Regions from separate parts of the Ovis aries genome. Here region 1 is linked to region 2. Evidence: chromatin contacts called from public Hi-C data. All regions are on one chromosome and are shown on one strand. Each heading gives the region's core, a stretch centred on a gene start, on an enhancer-like site or on the middle of the called end of the contact. The rest is flanking DNA. Distances are from core to core; before and after follow the strand shown. Region 1 has its middle 82 kb from the start of YWHAZ. Region 2 has its middle 84 kb from the start of ZNF706.

Region 1 (5,673 bases), core at 2,168-4,667, 410 kb after region 2:
TGCCCTGGTCAGAGAGAGAGATGCAAGATTATGCATCCTCCTTCCTGTCACACCAACAAAGGAAAGGGCTCAGGGCAGCAGAGAGGCCACCACCTCTGGCCACGGGGAGAAACTGGAGAAGTTAGTTACCTGTGCCTCCGTGTCTGCCGGGGTGGAATAGAGGAATGGAGAGATGTGGGCGCAGCCTAGAGGAAGGGTAGGTGCAAGCTCCCAGGGGCTGGCCTGTGAAGTGATGTCCCAGGATTTGTTCTGCTTCATCCATTCTCACCTCCCAGCCTCCCAAGGTTTTCTCTATTACAAATAATGTGGCTATAAACATCCTTGGACATTAGCCTAGGGTGCTTTAGCTTCTATAGGGTAGATTCACAGGAATGAAATTGCTGAGTTAAAGCTTTTTTTTTTAAATGGTAATGGATGTTGTCAGATTGCTTTCCAAAATGCCTGTAACCATTCGCCATTCCACAAACAACGCAAGAGAGTTCCTTTTGCTCTGCATGGTTCAGTCACCCAGTCGTGTCTGACTCTTGCCACCCCATGAACTGTAGCCTGCCAGCCTCCTCTGTCCATGGGGTTCTCCAGGGAAGAATACTGGAGTAGGTTGTCATTTCCTTCTCCAGTGGATCTTCCTGACCCAGGAATTGAACCTGGGTCTCCTGCATTTCAGGGAGATTCTTTACTGACTGAGCTATGAGGGAAGCCCAGTTTCTCTGCATCACTGCCATCAAAGGTGTTCCAGCTATTTTCATTTTTTCCAGTGTGGTGGATATAAAATTACTTTAATCTGCATATCCCTGGTGAGTTTTGGGCATCTTTTCAGATGTTTGTTGCTATTAAGATCTGCTTTCTCTGAGTTGTTATTTTTTTCCTTTCTTTTCTTTCCTTTATTTCTTTTCTCTTATTTTTTGGTACTTTCTTTTCAATTGTATATTACTTGTATATTATAAATATGCTTGTATATTATACATTAAATATTTATTACAAATGTAATCTTTATTATACATTTGTATATGCTACATATGTATATTTGCATAAGTACAAATAAATATTAATATTATAAATATTTTACTCTGAACATCTATGCCCTTCAGCTTGAGAAAATTATTTTCTGTTATTTGATGACTTTCCACTCTTATTTTCCATGTTCACTGTTTCTGGAACTCATGAATCAGCTTGAAGTCCTGCGGGCAGGCAGATGGGATGGGAAGATGCGGGTGAAGTGGCAAGAGCAGAGACAAGGTGGAACCACAAGCACGAGTTAAGCCCCACAGGGAGACAGAGTGACACCAGTGCCTGTTTTTGTCCCCTTGACCCTTTGCTGTGATGTGGGTGTCTGCCAAACATACACCTGGCCCCCAGGAGCTAGAGAGGCTCAAAGTGGAGCAGGAGCTGCTGATCAGATGAAAGTGAAAGTGAAGTCACTCAGTCGTGTCGACTCTGTGACCCCGTGGACTGTAGCCCACCAGGCTCTTCCATCCATGGGACTCTCCAGGCCAGAATACTGCAGTGGGTTGCCATTTCCTTCTCCAGGCGATCTTCCCGACCCATGGATCGAACCCAGGTCTCCCACATTGCAGGCAGATGCTTTAACTTCTGAGCCACCAGGGAAGCCCGCTCATCAGATGAGTGCACACATAATTTGAGCTACAAATTGGTGGCCACTTCACTTCCACCCTTCAAATCACTCCAATCTCTCTTGTGGCCAACCCCAACCAAAATATACAGGGAAGGGAATTCTGGGAAATGTAGTTCAGCCAAGCCAAGCAGGTTAGTCACAAAGCCACCACAGCTTTCTTTGAAATCTTACTTAACATTCATATAGCACACATATAGCTATATGCCAGTTACTGTGCTAAACATTGAGTGTATATTAACTCATTTAATTGTTATAATGCTCCTTACAAGTAGCTATTGTTATAAATATTCCCATTTTGCAGAGGGAGAAACTGAAAATAGGAAGGCTAAGTAAGCTGCCTAAGGCAGACACCAGGTAAGTGGGAGAGCTGGGCTATAAACCCAGGAAGTCCGACTCCAGGGTTTGCACACTATGCCACAGTGCAAAGGCAGCATTGTGCCCTGGCCAAGTAGATATTTAAAAGTGAAAAGTGGTGAGCTGTAGAGCTTTATGTGGGGAGTTATTTGATTGGTTGTGCTTTTTTTTGGACTCTCCCACAAATTTGTTGAATTCTGTGTGTATGTACACTAAGGAATGTATGTTCCAGTAAATAGAGGGTCAAAATGAAATAGACTGCTCAAAGAATCTGCATTTTGTCCTCTCTTGATTCCTGTGCCCTCACCTCTCGAGTGCAGGCAATGCCAGCAGAAGGATGAGGTGGGCTCTCCGGAGGCAACTTCAAGGCCACTCCTGTCTCTCTGCAGGCTCCAGGCTCCCAGGACTGAGATCCCTGGGCTGGGGTAGCCCCAGAGATGCCTCTGCTTCCTGAGCCTCTCTCTGGGAGGCAGGAACGTGAGCTAACAGAGCCCGCTTTGCCATGGGTGCTATTCCCCTGGCACGGAGGAGAAAGCATGGGGTGCCTCTATGTTTAGGCACAGCCTGGTCTTCAACAAGGAATCTGAATCCCACACAAAATGGCAAGCTACCTCCCCATGCCTTTTGCCTGGTGGCTCAGCAGTAAAAAGTCCTGAAATACAGGAGAGGAGGGTTTGATCACTGGGTTGGAAGATCCCCTGGAGGAGGAAATGGCAACCCACTCCAGTATTCTTGCCTGGGAAATCTTAAGGACAGAAGAGCATGGCGGGCTACAGTCTATGGGGTCGCAGGAATCGAACACAACTTAGCGACTAAACCACCACCACCACCACCAAGTAGGTCATTAGAAGGGATGGGGGTAGCAACCTTGGTTTCCAACATTTTATAACCCTGGTCTCCTGCTCTGAAGCTCCTCACCCATGTGTACAGAACCCTGGTGCCCCCAAGGGCGAAGGCTGAGTGTGGGGTCACTTGGCCCCCTCAGCTCCGCTCAGGAGCCAGGGACCAGACCTCTCCCAGGGATCAAAACCTTCACTCCCGGGGCCTACCTGCAGCTGCTGTGGGCAGTGCAGGAGGTCACAGAGAAGCCTCCAGCCTGGCTTCCCCATGCTTATATCCAAGCCTAAATTCAGGGGTAGATGCTGGAATGGATATTGGAACTGGTTGGCTGGACCCTTGTCTGCTCAGCAGCTACACCCCACCTCCCCCGATCCCCTACAGTGGGTGTGAGAAGGCAGGTTAGCGCGTGACGCATTGATCCTCAAACGAGTGCACAGCAGAATCCCCTGGAGGGTTTAGGCTACCAGCCCCGCCCTCAGAGCATCCGAGGCCTGCGACTGCGCATTTCTTACAAGTTCTCAGTCGCTGCAGCTACCTCTGCCAGGAGGACCCCGCTTGGAGAACCACCTCTGCAGAACACCACATTGTCCTCTGAGGCAAGATGCCCTTCCAATACGCACTGCTAAACCGCTGCTGCCAACCCAGCCAGGGCTTAGCAGGGGTGGGACGGGGGAGCAGCCTGGAGGCCAGCCTTTCCTGCCCGCTGGCTCCCAGCACGGAGTTGCACAGCATCAGCTAAAGCCGCCAGGGAGGCCCAGGCCCTCAGTTGAGCCAGTCACCTACACAAAGCGTCCTCTGTGGTGCAGACTTGCTGACAAGCACCACCCTGTGTTTTGGGGATGAACCAAATCATGACATTACACCCGTGGATTCCTGGCTCTGAAAACTGACTCGAAAAGTCCCCCTGCTCTGCCAGCCGGCGGACCCGCGGCCTGCCTCTGCAGGCCGGAAATGGAGTCTGGCCGGCCGGAAGTCTAAGAGTTACTTCCGGTGCCCCTGACACTGCCACCCCAATACAGCTGAGGTGAGAATACTGTACTTCACAATCCCCTCGGCCTCTCCCACTTTGGCCTTAAAGGGCCTCTGACCGGACCCAGTACTGAGAACCAGAGTCAGGGGCCGGGCTGGCAGCTGGGAGCCGCTCAGACCTGTCAAAGATGTCAGCTTTGCAGACAATTATGGAGGCGCAGTGCAGCCCCACTTGACTCGTGTCCCTCTCAGAGCTTCCGTGGACGCCTAATTGTTTCTCTCTCTTTGGCTTTCAGAATTCCGAGTCTCCTGACCTCTCTTCATTTTCCCATCACAATGAACTTCAGGTGAAGGGCGAGGTATTCGTGCCTGCAAAGATCTACTAATGACCTTCTTGGTGTTTTAAACGCAGACTGTCTGGTCCACGTGTCTTAACCTGGGCCCTGAACCCAAATATGGACAACGAGGTGAGTAGGTCAGCAGGTACTGATGTGTTATTCATCTATCACGTGCCCCAAAGTGGAACTGGAGGGTTCGGAAAGATGGTTCCTGTTTCCACAGGCAAGACTTGCCTGACTGGAAACATTTCAACTGCCCTTTGTCTTCGACTCCAGAGAAAAAACAGAATATTCCTCACTGGGGTTCTTTCTGTTGAGTGTTTTTGCATGGTGACCAATCAGCAGACATTTGCAGTTGGTAGAATAAATCACAGAGTTGTGCTGGCTATCAGAAGTCATTTCACTAACTTTCAAGGGAATATAAGAAGTTCAGAAAACTGCATGTGTATGAGTAAATTCTAAACTCAAGCACAAAGAGGAGCAGTACTTTTATTAATATAAAATTCATTTCTCTTTGCTACTGCTAATAAATATTAAATAAATATTTGTTTAAAATTGATTTGAAGGGGATGCAAAATTATAACTTGTCACAGATCTCACTATGACTCTGTGTAGATGTTACTGAATTAAATCCTATGGCCCCTGCTCAGGCCCTAGGCTGACCAAGGCTCTCTGCCTTAGGTTTAAGTAGGCTAATAACCAAGATTGAGGCAGTACAAGCTTTATTCTGTGGCCAAAGAAAGGAGAAGCAGGAACTAAGTTTACAGCTCAACTTCTTGCCCATCTGAAAAAAGACAAAGGGAGGAGGAATGAGGCTAGTGATGGGGAGGCAGGTGCATTAGTCTACTGGGAAAGGGACCAGGCTTCTTCCCAGGCAGTGGATGTCATCCTCTTTTTATCCCTTTTGGTCCTTACTGTTAGTCCTGGTCACTAATAGGTGTGCCATTTATTTACTAATGAAGTAAAATGAATGAAGCATATAATGAGACTCAGCATCTGTTGAAGGTTAGATTCCTGCCATCTTAGTCCTGGCTAGTTCCAGTTGGTTTCTTTCTTTCTTTTCTTTTTTTTTTTTTTTTCTCTGCCGCACCATGTAGCACGCAGGATCTTAGTTCACCAACCAGGTATTGGGGAACCCTGTGCGTCCCCTGTTTTGGAAGCACAGAGTCTTAACCACTGGACTGCTAAGAAAGTCTCCATCTCATTATTGTTTTGTTGTAGCTTCCTTTCTAATATCTGGACCCTTTAACTTAAGATTTATGTTAATTCCTGCTAAAGGTGGGGTTGCAGGTTTTGAGCAAAGATCTAGAGCAGCTCTGGTAGCATAAAGTCTATGAAATGTAAGCTTGTCCAGTTTTCTGGGTGAGTATTCATAGCTTTTGTTGCGTAACTAAAAGCACCACGAACAACATCACCAGCTGGAGAAGGACAGGAACCAATGGCTTAGATAAAGCTCACAAGCCACTCCAACTTCTCTTCCCTCCCCTCCTTCCCTCTGCCCAGATGTCTCCAATCCTGGCTTTCCCCTGTGGACCTGAT
Region 2 (6,036 bases), core at 1,417-3,916:
TGCTACCCCATGGACTTATAGTCCATGGAATTCTCCAGGCCAGAATACTGGAGAGGGTAGCCTTTCCCAAAATACCAAAGGAAGGTATTCCACCTAGAAAAATAGTCAGAGGTTTGTAGATCTCTCAGTCTCTAGGTTAGCAGATCTATTATCTGGGTAAGATTATAATTTACAAACATAATAAAGTAGAAATCGGTTTATGACGCTTTCATGCAGTGCTGATTAGGTTATGCCTTCTGAGCTGGTTTCAGGCGTGCTTGGCGGACCACGCCTCTTCCTGTGTCCCAGCGGCCGAGTCTACTGAAGGAGGTCCCGGTCAGCTCCCCTGCGCCTGTCGTCAGATGTACCAGGACACAGAGGGGACCCTGGGGAGACCCAACACGCAGCAGAATAAGACACAGACTCAGAACATGTGGGTCATACCATCCCTTGGTAACTTGAAGGGCAGAACAAATATCTCGTTGCTCACAGAACAAAGTTCAAATTCCTTAGTTTGACCTTCAAGGCCATGCACAACGACCTTTCCCAACTCATGTATCACCGCCTTCTGCCACACAGCTCTTCTCCAGCCCAAATGACCCACCAACCATCCTTTCAAGCTGACTTGTGTATTCCTAGGCCTGGGTCTTCAATCTCAGCGTCGCCTTGGCCTGTCTGCACCTGCCCCGCCTTGCTCCCAGCTGTCCTTCCAGGCTCAAGTCAAGGATAAGCTGGTCACTCTCCTGAGGCGTTTGTTTAACACTTATTTGCATCATTCCTCACTACCCTGCCCACCCTCACCCCCAAGGGGGCAGGACTAGTCCAGGACAAGCTTGCATGCCCCCAAAGACCAGGACTGGGCCTGACAGACACCAGGTACTCCTTAAATATTTGCTAAATGACTGCTGCTGCTGCTGCCAAGTCGCTTCAGTCATGTCTGACTCTGTGCGACCCCATAGACGGCAGCCCACCAGGCTCCCCCATCCCTGGGATTCTCCAGGCAAGAACACTGAAGTGGGTTGCCATTTCCTTCTCTGGCTAAATGACTGCAGAGTTTACTTAATTTTTTATCGCCTCCAACTCCTAAGAACCACAGAAAATTGTATTTCACAGCTCCGCTCCACGACTTGGTCTAGAATCTACTACCTCACTGGTTAGGGAGTGATGCTAGTAAGACGTTTTCCTGATGTCTAACTTAGCTCCTCCTGCCACTTTATCAGCTTACTTTGGTACTGGTGGCGCCACCTCCGTACTTTGGAGAACAGTGGGCGCCCACATTCAGGGCAACGACTCTTGATAGAACTCAGAACTCTGTCACAAGACATTTGCTAACACACGTAGCCGATGTCTCCTAAACAGAACCCCGCAAAGCGGGCGCCCCAATGGTGTAACTAGCCTCGCGCCTTTCAGCCCTATTTCTACCTAATCGAGGCCTGCTCTTCATCTGAAGTTTCTGTTAAATCTGTTTTCTCCCCTCTGGGTTGAATCTCCCTCAGTTGTCCCAGGGATTATTTCTAGCCTCGTCCAGTGTTTTCCATTTGAAGGAGGAAACAATACTCGTGTAAGGGTCTAGGACTTCCCTGGTGGCACAGCGGAGGAGAATCCGCCTGCCAGTGCCGGGGACATGGGTTCACTCCCTGGTCTGAGATTCCGCACGCCTCGGAGCCACTAAGCCCGTGGGCCTCAACTACTGAGCCCACGTGCTGCAGCTACTGGAGCCTGTGTGCCTAGAGCCTGTGCTTGGCAACAAGAGACGCTGCTGCGATCAGAAACCTGGGCACCACAAGGAAGAGTAGCCCCCGCTCGCCGCAGCCAGAGAAAGCCTGACTGAAGCAACCACGACCCAGTGCAACCAAAAAAAAAGTTATTGTAAGGATCTAAGAAAATTGTCTCCATATATTAAACCCTGCGTGTGTGTATAAGAGAGAGAGTGAGATACAGAGATTGTGGAGTTTCCATTTTTATGGAGGTTCCATTCTAAAGATCAGGTTACAGTATAAAAAAAAAAAAACCAAAGCAGTCTAAAATTTAACGAACATAAGGTAAGCATTTGGAAACCCACTTAAATACTTGGAATAGCTCTTCTCACAGCTGGGTCCTGTGTCATTTGAGCTCTAGGAAACTGATCAAAGACCGAAAATAAGCCTTTATGTGGTCACCTCAGTCTGGCCTCAGAGCAATAAATGTTGAGAGAGACAGAGAGAGTGCGGTGCCTCCCACAGAGTTCAAGGCTTGGCATTTTTTAGTTTTTAGAATTATTTGATGATTTTTTAAGTCTGTATTTTTCTGGCACAGCCGGAGATTCTTCATTGCCTGGATCAATCCTAAAGAATAGGGGGGTTTGTGGCTTTGCTTTTGGGCATTAGGTAAAAAATCTCAATCACTGTCTCCATCTACATAAACACAGACACACTCAGACACACATACACAGTATACTCACACACATTGATACACACACACACAGTATACACACACACAGTATACTCACACACTCATACACACTCACTCACACAGTATACTCACACACTCACACTCACATCCACAATGGCTTGCAACCAAACTAGCGAACCTGTCCAGGATGAGGATTGCCTGCGGCTCTTTCCCGAGAAGAGCTGCTTGGAAGTAACCCTCCCGGCTTAGAAAAATAAGCCCAGTTCTACACTTTATCCAGCAGATGGCGCTGTGCACCACGCTCTGTAGAGCAACGTGCTCGCTGCCCGCTAAATCGCTTCGGTCTTGGCCGGCTCTTTGCGACTCTACGGACTGTAGATCACCAGGCTCCTCTGTCCATGGGATTCTCCAGGCAAGAATACTGGAGTGGGTTGCCATGCCCGCCTCCACGGGATCTTCCCGACCCAGAGATCGAATCCGTGTCTCTAACGTCTCCTACATTGGCAGGCGGGTTCTTGACACCAGCGCCACTTGGGAGCCCATTCCTGGGGTCTCAGGCGGTGAAGAATCTGCCAGCAATGCGGGAGACCTGGGTTCCATCCCTGGGTCAGGAAGATGCCCTGGAGAAGGGAATGGCAACCCACTCTAGCATTCTTGCCTGGAGAATCCCATGGACAGAGGAGCCTGGTGGGCTACAGTCCATGGGATCACAAAAGTGGGACACCACTTAGAGACTAATCAGCAACTCAACACCAACCCTCAAACAGAAGAGTGTGACCCCCCAAAGCCTGGAGTTAGGACCAGTCTCCACTCTGATTCATTCTCCCCTGCAATCTACAAGACATTATGCATCGACCACAAGCCTGGGCGTAGATCATAAATGCATGAAACTGCCTCCCACTGAGGAATTCATTCTCAGCAACAGCTCAGTGGTGCTTCCCATGTGCCTGGCACAATTCTCAGAGCTGGGGAGAGAGAGCTGAGCGAAACAGATGATTAGATGAAGTCCAGTAAAAACAATGATAACTGTCATGTAATGGCTGTTTCTAACATGTGCTCAGAAGGAAAACGAAGCCGGCTCTTTCAGCAGGCAGGTCTGAGAGCCTTTCTGGGGAGGCGACCCGTGAGCAGAGGCCTGAATGATTCTAAGTAGGTGGCTCCAGCCTCAGGCGCACCTTGAAATCATCTGGGACACCTTAACCACACTGGAGCCTGGGCCCACCCAGAGCCTGCTGACTTAACTGGTCAGGGTGGGGTCCGGGCACTGGGGGCTAAGCAAAAAAGCATGCCCCTTGGTAGGGAATTATCCCAAAGCTAAATGAATTCTTTAGGTGCAGGATTCTTTCTGGTGCTGATGGATGCCCTGTCCCAGGCTGCTACCCGGAACCCAGGCAAGTTGGGCAGCAGAACCCACTGAGCCAGCCAGGAGACACTTGGTGGAGGGCTGGTGAACCGCCCCGCTTCTCTGAGGATCAGGGGAAGCATGACCACTGCCCCATCCTGCCCCTGCATGGGGTCACTGGAGCGGCCTGCCCAGAAGTAGGGGCTGTCCTCCCATTTCTATGTCTTAGTGTAAGGAGCACCCTTTTTCTCCCCAGGGTGACCCCCTTGAGCTGCTTCTCTTCTGACCTTGAGCCTCAGCTGCCTGCCTCTCCCCTTCTCCTCTGGAACTCATCAAAGGATCTTTAAGGGGGTGGGGTCTTCAGATTAGATCTGGGACGTCATGAGTGGTCACAGGGGAGCCTGAGGGATTCCAGCCCTCAGCTGCTAACCCAACCTCTGCCTTCGTGGGGACACAGATGGGCCATCTCCATGGGCGCCTGACAGGGAGCGGGGGACAGAGAATGCTTGGCTGCCCATGAGCATCTCCTTGTTTCTCTTTCAGACAAGCTGGACATTGTCCTCCCCCTTCTTTGAAATGCTGACTGGGAGTGACTCTCCCCCTCCACCTCCCTCAGGCTCCTGGTCCAGGTAAGGTCTTTGCTCTCAGGCACCGAGATGTTGAAGGAGGCCAGTCTGAGGATCCCAGCTGGGACAGACATGCTAGGAGGAGAGACTGTGTAATGGGGTCGCCATCGTATTCATCTTGGCACCCAAGGCCATGGTTCTCTCTTTCTCTTTACTTTTAATCATGGAAAATTCAACTCATATACAAAAATAGAAAGAATAGTAAAGTGAAGCCCCATGGGCCCCCTCACCCAGTTGTGACAAGTTGCCAATCTTATGTCATCTCTTGTCATTAATTCCAGAGGGCAAGGGTGGCAAATTTAAAGCACATTTCAGACAACTTATCATTTTACACATAAATGTGTCAGAGGGATATCAAACTTTTAGAACTTTTAAATATAGCCAGCATAAAAGTCCTTTTCTTTTCTTTTCTTTTTTTTTTTGGCCATGCTGCATAGCTTGCCAGATCTTAGTTCCCCGACCAGGGATTGATCCCGGGCCCCGACAGTGAAAGCATTGTGTCCTAACCACTAGACCACCAGGGGATTCCCAACCACCAATTCTTTATCCTCTAATACACATTTCCAGTAGTCATGTACAGATGTAAGAGTTGGACCATAAAGAAGGCTGAGCGCCGAAGAACTGATACTTTCAAACTGTGGTGCTGGAGAAGACTCTTTGACAGTCCCTTGGATAGCATAGAGATCAAACAGTCAATCCTAAAGGAAATTAACCTTGAATATTCATTGGAAGGACTGATGCTGCAGTTGAAACAGCTCCAATACTTTGGCCACCTGATGCAAACAAGTGACTCATTGGAAAAGCCCCTGATGCTGGGAAAGATTGAAGGCAGGAGGAGAAGGGGACGACAGAGGATGAGATGGTTGGATGGCATCACCGACTCAATGGATATGAGTTTGATCAAGCTCTGGGTGTTGGTGATGAACAGAGAAGGCCGACGTGTTGCAGTCCATGGGGTCACAAAGAGTTGGATATGACTGAGCGACTCAACAACAACAAATACCTCATTAGCTCATACTCATATTTCTGTATCTCAGACGTCACTTCTCTTAAACTGAGATCAGATTGTTACTTGATATACCCTTTACTGATTTTCCATTTAACCCACTTCAACTCCCCAACCTTTCTTGTTGGAAGGAGGGCAGGGAAGTAGGTGAGGTTTCCCTTTGACATTGACCTGAGAGGTTTAGCGGAAGGCGTGTGAGTCTCAGGCTCAGATTCAACCCAGATCTGCTCCTTGTGACTGTCTGGGGTCTGGACGAACGTCGCCTCAGGAAAGGCAAGCTTGCTGGTTAGGAGCCTCAAAATTCACAGAGAGGCCTGTGAAAATACTTGCCAAAAGTAAATAAACATTATTACATAAACCTCCAGTATTTCCCCTGTAAAAAAAAGTTATTCGTTGAGCTTGGTTCTCTGATGTGAAGTCAACTGAACCACCCAGATCTTTCTGAAGAAATGCGTTTCATGTTTCATGGCCTTGTTCTTAAAAGAAAACAGTGTCTGCCACCTCCTCCGCCCCCCAAAAAGCATTAAACTGCTCTTTCGAGTTTAGAAGTCATTAGAGGATGGCCTTTAGCTGTTGTTCAGTTTTTTTGTTTGTTTGTGTGTTTGCTGGGTCTTCACTGCGATGTGTGGACTTCTCTTGTTGCTTTGCATAGGCTCCAAAGTACGTGGGCTCAGTAGTTGTGGCAAGGGGAT

What was found. Hi-C and Micro-C count contacts between places; a contact is called where the count stands out from the background.
Region 1: a contact with region 2 is called in a Hi-C map of hypothalamus, with 6 times the contacts expected there. The contact joins two enhancer-like sites. A contact is called at or near these places in 8 of 16 Hi-C or Micro-C datasets (blood, hypothalamus, liver and 4 more).

What each region holds. Positions count from the first base shown.
Region 1 is chr9:76,426,849-76,432,521 of ARS-UI_Ramb_v3.0, forward strand. No RefSeq gene overlaps it. Among named protein-coding and RNA genes, the nearest start is that of YWHAZ, 82 kb to the left of the region's middle. Within about 2 kb of position 3,418, at least 9 of the 54 cell types and tissues checked have an H3K27ac peak or open chromatin away from gene starts, as enhancers often do. A contact at or near this core is called in hypothalamus, where this site is marked.
Region 2 is chr9:76,016,110-76,022,145 of ARS-UI_Ramb_v3.0, forward strand. No RefSeq gene overlaps it. Among named protein-coding and RNA genes, the nearest start is that of ZNF706, 84 kb to the right of the region's middle. Within about 2 kb of position 2,667, at least 8 of the 54 cell types and tissues checked have an H3K27ac peak or open chromatin away from gene starts, as enhancers often do. A contact at or near this core is called in hypothalamus, where this site is marked.